Linked DNA regions of Mus musculus: region 1 is linked to region 2. The links are chromatin contacts, called in public HiChIP or PLAC-seq maps. All regions are on one chromosome and are shown on one strand. Each heading gives the region's core, a stretch centred on a gene start, on an enhancer-like site or on the middle of the called end of the contact. The rest is flanking DNA. Distances are from core to core; before and after follow the strand shown.

Region 1 (7,156 bases), core at 1,017-3,516, 410 kb after region 2:
TTCCAGAATTGCACAGGTCATACAGCAAGCACATTACCTACTGGGTCATCTTGCCAGCCCAGCATGCTGGCATAAGCAAGGGGCAACTGAAGGGGCAGAGTCCACGGTCTACCTGAAGTCAGCCCTTTTGCCTTGCGCCCACTGAGTAGAGCCTGGACACGCAGCAGATGCTGATCATTCTTCTGACTCTGGCCGATGGCGTGGACCTTCTGGGCCGTCTCACTTACCAGGCGAGCAGCCCCTGGAACAACACCCAGTGCCTTACTTCCAACAGAACATGGGCTTTGAGTGGCTCTTGGTAGTAAAAGACAAGCTGGGGTGGGGGTGGGGGTCTGGGTCCCGTTCTAGCTTCTTGAAGAATGGGCAGGGCAGTTAGGGCCACTGTACATTCCATGGGAGACAGGGACATACCAGACACTGTTGGAGGTGAGAGCCAGAGAGGCATTCAGGACAGGCAGCCTCTGCCTGAGCTGAGGAACTAGAACCTACGTGTGAGCTGCTGGTAGTCAGGGCTGTTGGGAACTGTGTTCTCAGCCAAAGCCACGACAAGATTCTCGTACCTAGAAGTGGACAGTGGGGAGGGAAGTAGAGCCAGGCTCAATGCCCTGCTTTCATAGACTTGAAGATCACCTCCCCGACCTTCATTTCTCAACTGTCAAGTCAGGAAAGGCCTGGCTCCTCTGTTGCCCCTCCTTAACCTGGGACTCTGAACCTGGGGTCACATTACATTTCCATTCTACACTGAAGAATCAGGAGGCTGGGTCAGAAGATGAAACCAAATCAAACCAAGGAGGCTACCACAGACAACCTCTGAGCCCTAGAACAGAACCACAAGACTAGACCAACCCCCTCATTGCCCTGAGCCTCTCCAGAGTCTGTCTCTGGCCTTGGTGCAGGTTCCCTCCATTTAGTATACAGTCCTACAATGCCACATCTGACGCTGCAGACCCTGGATAACCCTGAGGGTCAACATTTACTCTGGTAAAAGCTTCTTAGAAGCAATTTGGCCCAGAATAGCAAAGCTGGGATAGAACCTATGGCATCCCCCACAGAGCTGCCGGCCTCGGTTATGCAGCCTGAGAGGATTAATTCCAGCCTAGAGAGATTCACACTCACTGTTGGAGCCGCTGCAGAGGCAGAGGGAGCAGGTCCTGGAGCTGAAGACCCCTAAATTCAGGGCGACCTTCCTGAAGCTTCACGAACCTCCGAAAACGCTTATTCTTCTTCAGCTGCGCCTGGGTTGAGAGGGGAAGTTCACATGAGGGAGGGAAGTCACTCCTCATACTGCAAGCAGCAAGCTGTGCACTCCCGCGGGAAACTGGTCCTCCTAAAGATGTTAGCAAGGAGCTGGGTTCTAATGCAAGCAACTCATGAGTTCAGGTCTCTAAATTCAGGGGTAAGGAGGAAGAGACAGACTGCAGGTTACCTGAAGGGTAGTCTGAGATCTCTCTGCGTTGGCAGCAAATTGGGCGTAGAGCTCCAGGTGGGGGCAGAAGCCCTGTAGCCCCAGTCCCCACTGCCCTTCTTCCAGATAGGGAAGCAGCTCTCTGTGTGGGCAAAGAACAGTAAAAGCGCAAGCCAACAACTACTCTACACTCCCTCATACACTTCCATTAACCCTGCCTCGCAGGTAGTGCTATTATCCCATTTTACAGCTGGAGACGCCGGCAGGTTAAGGCATTGGGCCAACCCCACAGGTGAGAAAGTTGGCAGATGAACTTGGCCTTTCTGACTAGGCTTGACGCTCCCTCTCCCTGCAATTCTTCCACTCACAGGCTGGCGGCATAGATGAGCTCCCAGGTCCCAAACAGGGTCTGGAGTTCTGGTGGTCGTAGTGTTCCTTTGGCTTTCAGGATCCGCAGGAAGTACTGTATTTTTTCAGGAGGGGAAAAAATACAATTTTCTTAGACTGTAGCAAGAGGAAGTCAACGTCTGCTGCAGCCAGAAACTGTAGGGGGAAGCAAGGTCTTTGACCCTCCCATACCCCCATCGAGCCCCACCGTGGCCACCAGCCCCAGTTGTTCCTGGTAGCGTCGCTCGGTCTCCAGCAGCTCCCGAGCGGTGCAGACACGTTTCCGTTCCCAACGAGCACGCTGCTGTAGCACCGGGCAGCACGCGGCGGATCCCGAACTCTCCATGTTTGACCCAGGGTTTTACTCTTCCCGCAGCGTCGCGCCGGAGATTCAAATTCCAACCGCTCAGTGGGCGGGGCCGCGGGAGCTGCGGTTCAGGAGCCGAGCGCGCAGCATAGAGCATGCGCGGGCAGCCGCTAGCGGCCGGGCTCGTCTGCCTGTGTCCGCCCCACCAGCTAGGCGAGGTCGTGCGAGTCCCAGGTGTAGTAGCATCGGTGCCAGACGCTAAAGTGACACTACGGTCTGAACACGGAGACAGGAGACTCCAGAATGCAGACATTGTCAGGGCTTCAGTGTCTAAGTGAGAATTGGGAATGTGGGGATAATTAAGGTGCATACTAGGTCCTGAGCCCGCGCCAGACCACTAAAGAGAGTTGGCCAGTCATTCCCAGTGCCTTCACTAACTATGAACCTTTGAACTTTGGACAAAAGAGTTAGGTTAATGTTTGTTTACTCATTTTGTTTTCTGTCATCCTTGAGATAGGGTCCTATAATGTAGGCTGGTCTTGAACTGTCTTTGAGCACGACCTTGAGTCTATCCTCCGGTCTCCAGCTTCCAAGGGCTGAGATTAGTCTCGCACCATCATATCCCGTTTATGAAGTGCTGGGATGGAACTCACTCATGCACACTAGGCAAGCACTTTGCCGTCTACATCCCCAGTCCTGATTTTTATTTTATTTTTTAAAATTTCATACTGATCTAAGCTTAACCATCAACTAGCTTCCAGTGAGCTGTCAGTGATGTGGTAGTTTGGATTTATTCTCATATTCTCTCCTCCACCCCCCCACCACGACGTCGTCATGGTCGTGGTCGTCGTCCTCTTCTTCCTTCTCCTCCTCCTCCTCCTCCTCCTCCTCCTCCTCCTCTTCCTCCTCCTCCTCCTCTTCTTCTTCTTCTCTCTCTCAAATTTTCCTCTCATACAAAAAACCCCAACTGCATTCCCCCCTCCCTCCACTCCCCTCAGACTCTTTCCCCACCTTTTCCTTCCCCAACTGCAATAAAAGATAAAAGACAAAAGTTTTGCTGTGCTAACTGCATCACCTTATTAAAAAGAGAGTGTTCTAAATTTTCCTTAGGACTTTGAGGAGTGGAGAGGGAGTCATGGACTGTTGTGGATACCTGATGTGGGTGCTGGGAATCAAATCTGGGTCTTCTGGGAAAGCAGGGAGCACTCTTAACTGCCTAGCCATCTCTCCTACAGATACACACATAGTTTCAAAATAATAAAAATAAATATTTTTAAATGGGGGTGGGGGCTAGAAGGATAATTTATTGGCTAAGAGTGCTGGCTACTCTTCCAGAGGATCCTATATGGTGGCCCACAACCATTTTCAACTCCAGTTCCAGGGGATCAGATACCCACTTCTGACTTTGTCAAGCACCAGGCATACACATGATACACAAACTTACACATAGGCAAAACTCTCTCTCTCTCTCTCTCTCTCTCTCTCTCTCTCTCTCTCTCTCTCACACACACACACACACACACACACACACACATGATTTTTAAAATATGAAAAAGTTTAAAAACTATCAGAATGGGAAAGTACTTATAGTAAGTAGAACGCCAAGAGAGAAGGAAAAGGCAGTGTACACAGCTGTTGTATAATGTGATTCCCATTCCCTCTGCATAAAAATGAACACAGAAGGCTGGGAAGCTGAGTTATAGAAACCTGTGCTAACTGTGGTCTTTACTGTCTGAAACTGAAGATAATGGAACAAATGGGTGCCTCCCTGCACCAGAGAGTAGAATGCTGAGGTTAGGGGTCTAAGAGAGAACAGGACAGATGGAGAGATGTTTTCAATTCCCCAAGACTCATCTCTGTCTCCCCACATTTCCTGCCTTGAGCATGTGCTATTTTGTAACTATAAAATACAGGTCATATTGGAAAACTAACTGTAAGAAACATTAGACCCATTTTGGGCTCTTAGGAATCTGGGCCCCCAGCCAAGAAGCAAGGGGACTGCCAGGGTTCTAAGCTCCCTCCAGCTCTGACATTTCTAAGAATCTTAAAAATGTTAAAATGCTTCACTTAGACAAGAGAAGAGCAGCCTGACAGCCTTGGAGAAAAGGGGTGTTTGGACCCGACTGTTTCTTTGGTTTGGGCTTCAGGAAAACTGGCGACACTGTCTCAGGTGAACAGAGAGAGCCTGGCCTGGTGGCTTACATCTGTAATACCAGTACGTAGAAAGCTGAGGAATGCTGCACATTTGAGGCCAGCCTGGATCACATAGTGAGACCCTGTCTCCAAAAAACCAAAACCAAAAAGAAGCAAATGAAGGACAGTCTGTAGAGCTCAGATGTGGACGAGCACAGATAATGCCATGTGGATCACGTAAGCCCAAGCAGCAAGGACAGAGAGCAGGGCTGGAGACATGGCTCAGAGGTCAAAAGCACTGGCTGCTCCAGCAGAGGACCGTGGCTCAGTTCCCATCACCCACATATCAGCTTGTGGTACACATAAACACACATAAACACACACACACCACGGCAAATGGAAGAATCGAAGGAGGAGGAGGAGAAGGAGGTGGTGGCGGTCAATGTCTGGGGCACAATTGGTCTTGGGTATGTTTGAGCATGTCACCAGCATTCTCTAGGTGGGTGGGAGAGGGGCCAGAGACAGAGCCTACTGTGAACTGGGGTTGGCAGCATTGTCCCTTTGGTAGAAGAGGGTGAGGCTGAGGAGACACCCTGTGGACATCTTGAAATGCATCCACTTTAGTTCCTCTACACTGATGACTAAATGGTGGCCACATAATATCATGTCCATTTCTGTATCCATGGCAACCTCAGAATTGCAAGTGTAACCTTATCTGGACACTGTCTTCACAGATACAACTGAGAATGCTTGCTGTTGTTACATTTGTTTATTTTTAGTGTTACTATATTTTGAGACAGGGTTTTACTATGTAACTCCTGGTGGCCTGTAACTCTCTAGGTAGACCAGGCTGAGTTCAAACTCACAGAGATCTGCCTGGCTCTGCCTAGCAAGTGCTGGGATTACAGGTGTATACCACCAGAATCCAGAAGTGGCAACAAGAGAGGCTTCCCCAGAGCCTCTGAGGTAGACTGGTCCTGTCAGTACACTCCAGACTTAAGGCCTACGAAACTTTGAAATAAAATAAAAAAATTCCTTTTCCATAAGACACCTGGTTTATGGGTTTGTGGTAATTTTTATGGTAGCCCTAAGAATAAAAGTGAGATGGGCTGGAACTAAAGGTCAGCTCAAAACAGCTTTGATGTTTACCTCCTCTTCCTCCTCCTTTTGTTTTTAAAATTGCTTTTCTGAGACAGAGTATCTCTCTGTAGATCTGGCTGTCTTGGAACTCAGCTGTAGACCAGGCTGACCTTGAACTCACAGAGATCCACCTGTCTCTGCCTCCTGAGTGCTGGGGTTAAAGGAGTGTGTCACCACCACCTGCTCTAATTTTTGCTTTCAATCCATGATTAGGGAAAAGGGGGAGTTTCTCCTACTCTACCAATGAGTAACTCTGCCTTCTGCAACCCAGGTTCTAGAAACACAGATCCCAGTGACCAAAGACTTGGCTTTAAACAACCGTGGAAGTGCCCTGTGCCAGGCAGGGAGTGCCCTGGTTAGTTAGATTCAGGATACAAGCACCCAGGGCTCTAACTTGTTTTAGGGTTTGGCAGACTCCTGAGTTATAAAGGTGTGACCCAGGATCAGAGTCCACATCTCCACCCAAACCAGGGGAATGGCCACATGGACAGACTAAGGGACACAGAACTGTAGAGAAGAACAGTTTGGAAAATCAGTCAACTATAGCCAAATGTTACGCCTACAAGCAGATCTGTGCTCTGAAACAGAGAGAGGAATCTCTGCGAAGGGGAGGGAGAGCTGCACCTAGAGGTGCGGGTTCATGGTACTGCCAGCAAGCATACAACAATCCTGACAAGACTGAAATGTTCTGAACATTTAGAAAGAAGGAAAATGAATAAAAAACTGAGATCGGTGTTGGGGAAAGGTATCCAGGCAGCCCTCAAGCGCCAGTTAAGAGTATGACCCCATCTGCTCCTGTGGCCTCTCCATCCCAGAGTAGACTAGCTATTCCCACAGGCTGCCTTTGACACGCCCATCCAGTTCACTTATTACAGTGTTTCTTCAATGTGCCAGAGTCCATACAAGGTTCTGAAAACAACTAACTAATCAGAGCATGCAATGCATCAAAATGTCATGCATGGCGCTGACCTTAGCTTCAGAAAGGCCAACGGGGCTTTGCACACGCTGGGTGACCACATCCCACTCCCAGAAAGGTAACCTAGAGTCCCTGGCTGGCTGCCTTCTAAGTGAGTACATAGAGAACAGCCTTATTCAGACATAGAAATTTTGATGTGCAATATGACTGTCAGACAGGCAGATAATTTGAAGTACCATAAAACTGATTCCATGTAGGCATGATTGTACATACCCATAATCTCAGTACACAGGAGGCTGGGGCAAGAAGATTATTTAGGGTTTGAGGCTACAAAGTGAGTTCCAAGCCAGCCTGGAACTACATAGTGAGACCATGTCCCAGACAACAACAAATGGGTGCTTTCGGGGTCTCACTGTGGTTTGACATGAGTCATTGACAGTGAACCCCTAAGATAAGAGTACCTGACAAGGTGTTCTGCAGGGAGAAAATATTTGATAATAACCATTGAATAAAACACTGAGTGCATGAGCCCTTCTCATGGAGTACAAGGTCAGTAAGAGGAGATAAAATGTCATAAATTACCTGAATATGAATTGTGAGCAAAATTATAACCGAGGTCAAGCATGCAACAGTGGTGGTTCAAAGGCACCACTAGACTCTTCCAGACAGAAGGGGGCGGAGAGTTGGTTAAGAAAGGCTTCCTTCCTTGGGTTAGCAAGATGGTTCCGCAGATAAAGCCACTTGTCTTGCAAGCCTGACATGATGGCAGGAGGCCTATAAGGAAGGGAGAGACATGTCTAGAGGGGTGGGAGCTTGTGCTACCAGGAAGCATACAAAAATCCTGACAAGACCGAAATGCTCAGAATAT
Region 2 (6,272 bases), core at 2,844-5,343:
GTACAAAAGCAGTCCAGTTTGGTAAAGTTGACATGACCTAGAGCAGAGACAGCCAGACCTTAGCCTTGGCACAAGTCAGGAGGAGGGACCAAGAGGAATGCCAGAAGTTCTCAGCTGTGCCTCTCTCAGGGAAGCAAAGATCAGTGAAGATCTACAAGATCCACTAGTCTATAGGCAAGCCAAGCTTAGCCTCCATCACTGTGTGTTGAGTCCTGTTTATACCCTTTGAACATCACGTATCCTCCATGTGTCTTGCCTCAGATGACGTTACTCTGCCAATCAACCCATGTCCAAGGAAGCTGCAAGAAACTGCAGCACATCACTAGAAGTTTTTTGGTGTGTTTCTCTTTCTCTATGGTGCCCTGACAAATGGAACTCAACCAAGCAATGTAATGCCGACCAATACATGTGTGTTGCTAGTAAAGAATCCTTCATCACACATCCTTTCAACATGCTTGTTTTTTTTAAAAAGATTTGTTTATTTTTTTATTTATATGAGTACACTGTAGCTGTTCAGACACACCAGAAGAGGGCATCAGATCCCATTGCAGATGGTTGTGAGCCACCATGTGGTTACTGGGATTTGAACTCAAGACCTCTGGAAGAGCAGACCTCTTAACCTCTGAGCCATCTCTCCGGCCCTCATGTGCTTGCTTTAGCAAAACATCCTTTCGCCTGTGTCTGCTTCAACTAATGTTCCTTCACGTGTTTGCCCCAGCAAAACACCATCCAACTGACTTCCCAAAGAACCCTTAAGTTTCCACTTCAAGAAGAGGCTTGATTACAATAAAGTTTTGTCATCTGCATTGAGTTATGTTGGACCACATAACAAGGAGGGATTTTGTGCTAGAGTTCTTAATTTTTGAAGCACGGTTTTACGGTAACCCAGTCTATCCTTGAACTTGCAAAGTAGCTGAGGCTAGCCTTGAACTGTTGATCCTCCTGCCTCTACCTCTCAACTTCTGGGATTATAGGTATAGATTTACTTGTTTGTTTTTGAGACAGGCAGGCCTTCCATTTTGCTGTATAGTGAGGATGACCTTGAACTTCTGATCTTATTACCTCCAACTCCCAAGTACTTGGATTAGAGCCAAGTACCGCCTTGCCCAGTTTATTTATTGTTTTAAACATATTGAAGTCAGGACTGTGGGTGCATACCTTTATCATGGCATTTGGGAGGCAGAGGCTGCCGGATCTCTGTGAGTTCAAGGCCAGCCTAGTCTACATAGTGAGTTCCAGGACAGCCAGGCCTACATAGTGGGATCTATCTTAACACTCCCCACCCCCCCAAAAAACCTCAAAAAACCCCCAAAATACCTCAAGACAAACAACAACAAAAAAAATCTCATTTTGAAAGTAATATGGACCTATTTTTAGACATGAACAGCATAAGTATTTTATTTTTGAGACAGGGTCTTGTAGCATAGGCTGGCCTAAAACTCACCGCCTAACTCAAGACTGTCCTTGAACTCTTGCTCTTACTGTCCCCACCTCCCAAATGATGGGACTGAAGTATGTGCTACCCTATCCAGATCTACTGTAAGGACTTAACTAAAACTGTGAGCTGGGTGTAGGGCACACACCTTTAGTTCCAGCACTCAGGAGGCAGAGGCAGGAGATCTGTGAGTTTAAGGCCAGCCTACTCTACAGAGCAAGTTCCAGGACAGCCAGAGCTACATAGTGAGACCTGTCTCAGAAAACTCCACACAACTAAAACTGTGATAGCCTCACATCTGAGTGACTATGGTCTTACTATGGCTGGCTTAGAACTCTCTAAGTAGGGGAGGCTGGCTTAGAACTCAGATGTGCTTGCCTCTGCCTCTTCAGCGCTGGGCTTAAAGGTGTGCACCACTGTGCTCAGCAATTTTTTTTTTAACTTTATGAGACAAGGTCTTATGTAACTTAGAGTTTACATTGTGGGCCTCCTATCTTAGTCTCCCAAGTGCTGGGATTACACCATGCACATTATTGGGTCCATTTTCCTCTCTGATCTCTCTTCCTCTCTCTTCTCTGTCTCCTGCCTTAAAAACTGTAGTATTAGTGATTTTCAGGATAGATTATTAGACACATGATTAATTTATGATACCTATTTATTAATTATAGTAAGATTACTTCCATTCTATGTATGCTAGTTTAGTTCCCTCCCTTCCCCCTCCTTCTCTCTCTCTCTTTTTGAGAAAGGATCTTTTATTTATTTTTATTTTTAAAGATTTATTTATTTAATTTATGAGTACACTGTAGCTATCTTCAGACGTACCAGAAGAGGGCATCAGATCCCATTACAGATAGTTGTGAGCTACCATGTGGTTGTTGGGATTTGAATGGGATTTGAACTCAGAACCTCTAGAAGAGCAGTCAAGTGCTCTTAACTGCTGAGCCATCTCTCCAGCCTCCCTTTTTTATTTTTTTAATTTTATGTGTATGAGTTTTTTGCTTGCATGTATGTGTGCCCCATGTGTGTCCCTGGTGCCAAAGGAGGACAGAAGAGGATGTAGGATCTCCTGGAACAGGGTCATAGATGGTTGTAAGCCACCAGGTGGGTGCTGGGAACTGAATCCAGATTTTCTACAGTAGCAGCCAGTGCTCTCAGCTGATAAACCATCTCTTTAGCCCATTATTTTCCTTAAGTTGTTATTAACTCTATATCCTGATCTCAGCTTCCTCTTCCTCCTTTCCTTTTAGGCCCTTTCTCTCCCCTTCCTTCCTCCCTTTCTTCTCAGAAAAGGGGAGGCCTCTCATTGATATCACAAGCCTTGGCATATCAAGTTGCAGTAAGACTGTGCATTTTCTTCTATTGAGGCTAGACAGGGCAGTCCAGTTAAGGGAAAGGGATCCAAAGGCAGGCAATGTAGTTAGAGATAGCCCCCTTTAGCCCCATTTCTGAGATAAGATCTTATTATGTAGTTCTGGCTGACCTAATGTAATCATGTAATTCAGGCTGACTTCCAATTTACATAGATCCTCCTACAATGCAAGTGATAGGATTATAGGCATTGACCAGTCCAATCAGAAAATTTTAAAAAATGTTTTAACTATGTATATATTAATATATTTAAAATTTTGTTGGTTATTTTTCATTTATGCTTAGTTATTTTAATTTTAGTAGTTATTGCTAGTATAATGACAATTTGAAATATTTTAATTCTATTAAACTTTTTTTTTTTTTGGTTTTGTTGTTTGTTTTTAGAGACAGGGTTTCTCTGTGTAGCCCTGGCTGTCCTGGAACTCACTCTGTAGACCAGGTTGGTCTCAGAGATCCACCTGCCTTTGCCTCCCAAGGGCTGGCATTAAAGGTGTGTGCCACCACCATCTGGCTTTTATTAAACATTTTTATAACTACATTTTTTATTTGCTGTGTGTGCTTGTGTACATGTGCATGCCAAAGTGTGTATATAACAGAAGATTAGGGACAGTTTTGGGAGTTTTCTTTTTTTACCATATGGGTCCTGGAAATATACTTAAGTTGTCAGACATGGAAACAGGCACCTTAGCTGTCTGCTTGGTCCTGTTCTGGTTTATGTAGGCGAGCTAATTTTGAATTGTTCATTGTGCCTCTACTTTCTACTAGGATTGCAAGCAAGCACTACCAAGCCCAGCCGAAATGTGTTCTCTCTGTCTGTCTCTCTTAATTGTAAAGACAGGGTTTCAGTATGTAGCTCTGGCTCTCATTATGTAGCCCAAGTTGGCTTTAAGTTTATCCACGAGCCTCTGCCTCCCCAGTGCTGGGGTTAGAGGCACGCTCCACATGACCTGCTTTACTTTCTCCATGTTCATGAGAAAGAATATTTGGGAAGAGGAACTGACTTTATGTGAGATTAAAAAAGACATATTTTGGATCAATAAAAATAAATAGATTGTAGTAGTAATGAGTACTGTCTGAAATGGAGATGGCCTTGTGGAAAGCCCTATGTGGCTTAGCCCTTGGAAGAAACATAAAGCATGGAGAAAGGCAGACCAACGCCTTATATGTACTTTCTACGCATTGTACTACAAACTGCCCCCCTCCAACACACCCGGTGAATTTGTCCTTAATCTTTGTGGATTGATCTTGATTCTTTTTTATTTACTCTGTAGCACAGGCTGGTCTTGAACTTGCAGCAGCTCTCCTGCCTAGTTTTCTGAGTGCTAGGATTCCAGACTTGAGCCACTAGTGCAGCTGTGGCAGTTCCCTTGCATGTGCAGTTCTTGGCTCCCCTGGGAGCTGTGTGTGCATTGTGCTTGTAGGATTCTTTCTTGTGCAGCTCCCAGCCTATTCTTTAGAAGCAGTTCCACATCATCATGGACAGGAGCCCCTCTTGGTACCTGCCTGGTCTCAGAAGTCACTTCTCACTCTTGTTTTAAAACTTATTGTCTATTTTTTCCTGATATACTCTTGTTTGAGCAGAATGAAGTAGAGGGATTTTCCTTGTTAAAAATTTACTTCTTACCTTTTTTTATTTGGCTAAGGATATAATTCAGGGGTCTCATATATTTAAGGTAAGTGGTTACTTTCAGCCTGATGATTGCTTTTAAATAAGGAACATTGATAACTTAAACTTCAGAACGACATCTAACATAAAACAGATTTCCTGCCATTTGGCTTTCTTCTCCTTGTCAGGAGGCAGGAACAGATTTTTTTCCACTGAGTATGAGATCAGGTTCCTAATCTTACCTCTTTTGTTTTCTTGCAGTTAAAAGAGCCAAATTCCAGGGTTCACCAGGTAAGTCTGGCCCTCCTTGCTTTCAACACTTCATGCTTGCTGTGATTTAAGGCAGTCTTTAAAAAAAAAAGGTGTGTGTGTGTGTGTGTGTGTGTGTGTGTGTGTGTGTGTGTGTGTGAATGTGAGTGTATATGTGTGCAGGACTCCAAGGAGGCAAGAAGATCTGTATCTGGAATTACAGATGGTTGTAGGTTGCTATGTGAGTGCTGGGAACTGAACTCCAGTGGCTCAGGGCTAAGTCACTTGCTATGCAAATGTGGTGATCTGAGGAGACTCACCTTGGGAGAGTCTGTTCTCTTCCTCTACCACATGGTTTCCAGAGAATGAACCCAGGTTGTGTAGGCTTCATATCAGGCCCCTCACTGGCCCCTCAGAAGCAAATCTTAAAAGAAAATCATGAATTATAAGCTGGGTATGGCAGTACATTTCTATAGTCCTAGTACTTGAGAGTCTGGAGCGAGAGGATTGCTTGTCTAGGTCAGCCTGGACTACATAAAGAGACTCTATCTCAGGAAGATAAAAAGAATGAATGATTTCATTTAGCTAACTACTTAAATGCATTGATTTAATTTGCTAAGGTAGTTCATGAAATTATTACCCCACTGCTATAAAACATTTAACTTTGTTTACCTGTATTTTTATCTGTATTAATCAATGAAAAGTTTATCTTTTCTCTCTTGTCAACCCAATTATACTATACTATACTTTAAATTTTTTAATTTTAATTAATTTTTAAAGATTTATTTATTTATTATTATATGTAAGTACACTGTAGCTATCTTCAGATTCACCAGAAGAGGGCATCAGATCTCATTACAGATGGTTGTGAGCCACCATGTGGTTTCTGGGATTTGAACTCAGGACCTTTGGAAGAGCAGTTAGTGCTCTTGACTGCTGAGCCATCTCTCCAGCCCCCTATTTTAATTAATTTTATGTTATCTTTTCTGTTTGTATGTGTGTGTGCCCATGCATGCTCATGCCATAGCATGTGTGTGGAATCAGAGGATAACTTTTGGAAGTTAGTTCTGACCTTTGCCCATACGAGTTCTAGGAATCAAATTTAGGATGGAGGTTGCTAGTCTTGGTGGCATGCACCCTTGTGTACCAAAGTCATCTTTAAATTTATTTTTAGTTTTAAATTTCTTTGTGAGATGGGTCTTACGTAGCCCAGGGTGGCCTTGAAGTTGCTGTATAGCTAAGGGCAACTTTGAACTTCGGATCACCTTGTCCTCCCTCCGTGGTGCTGGGACTTATGCATCCTAGATAAGTACTCTGTAAATCCCCCTTTATTTATTTATTTAATTTCTAAAACAGGGTGTCACTCAGCAGTGGAGGCTGTATGGCTGTATGGGTTTTGTTTTTCAGAATTCTGCCTCAATATCCTGCTGTAATTATAGACATGAGCCACCATCCTTAGCTAGAATATTTTACAAGATTATAGTGAGATTAAAAAAAAAAAAACCTATACAAACTTTAAAAAAAAATTGGCCAGGTTTGGTTGCACATACGTTTAATCCCGCTACTCAGAGGCAAAGGCAGGAGAATATAATCAAGACCAGTGTGGCCTGCATA

Evidence for each region. HiChIP or PLAC-seq counts read pairs in DNA pulled down with a chosen protein or histone mark.
Region 1: an H3K4me3 HiChIP or PLAC-seq map of embryonic stem cells shows a contact between it and region 2, with 19 read pairs. The contact joins two enhancer-like sites. A contact is called at or near these places in 11 of 39 promoter capture datasets (the 3T3-L1 cell line, cranial neural crest, embryonic stem cells and 4 more), 7 of 115 datasets of contacts at active chromatin or transcription factors (the NIH/3T3 cell line, acute myeloid leukemia, embryonic forebrain and 3 more) and 1 of 9 other capture datasets (adipose tissue).

The regions. Positions count from the first base shown.
Region 1 is chr4:43,497,470-43,504,625 of GRCm38.p6, forward strand. Arhgef39 (Rho guanine nucleotide exchange factor (GEF) 39) reads right to left here. Exons shown (of 12, transcript NM_001013377.3): 3 at 6,871-7,062; 4 at 2,001-2,429; 5 at 1,774-1,868; 6 at 1,427-1,547; 7 at 1,117-1,235; 8 at 490-560; 9 at 113-241. The coding sequence starts at 2,138. Among named protein-coding and RNA genes, the nearest start is that of Car9, 6.0 kb to the right of the region's middle. Within about 2 kb of position 2,267, at least 306 of the 459 cell types and tissues checked have an H3K27ac peak or open chromatin away from gene starts, as enhancers often do.
Region 2 is chr4:43,083,233-43,089,504 of GRCm38.p6, forward strand. Unc13b (unc-13 homolog B) reads left to right here. Exons shown (of 40, transcript NM_001384106.1): 2 at 4,671-4,700. Among named protein-coding and RNA genes, the nearest start is that of Unc13b, 27 kb to the left of the region's middle. Within about 2 kb of position 4,094, at least 3 of the 459 cell types and tissues checked have an H3K27ac peak or open chromatin away from gene starts, as enhancers often do.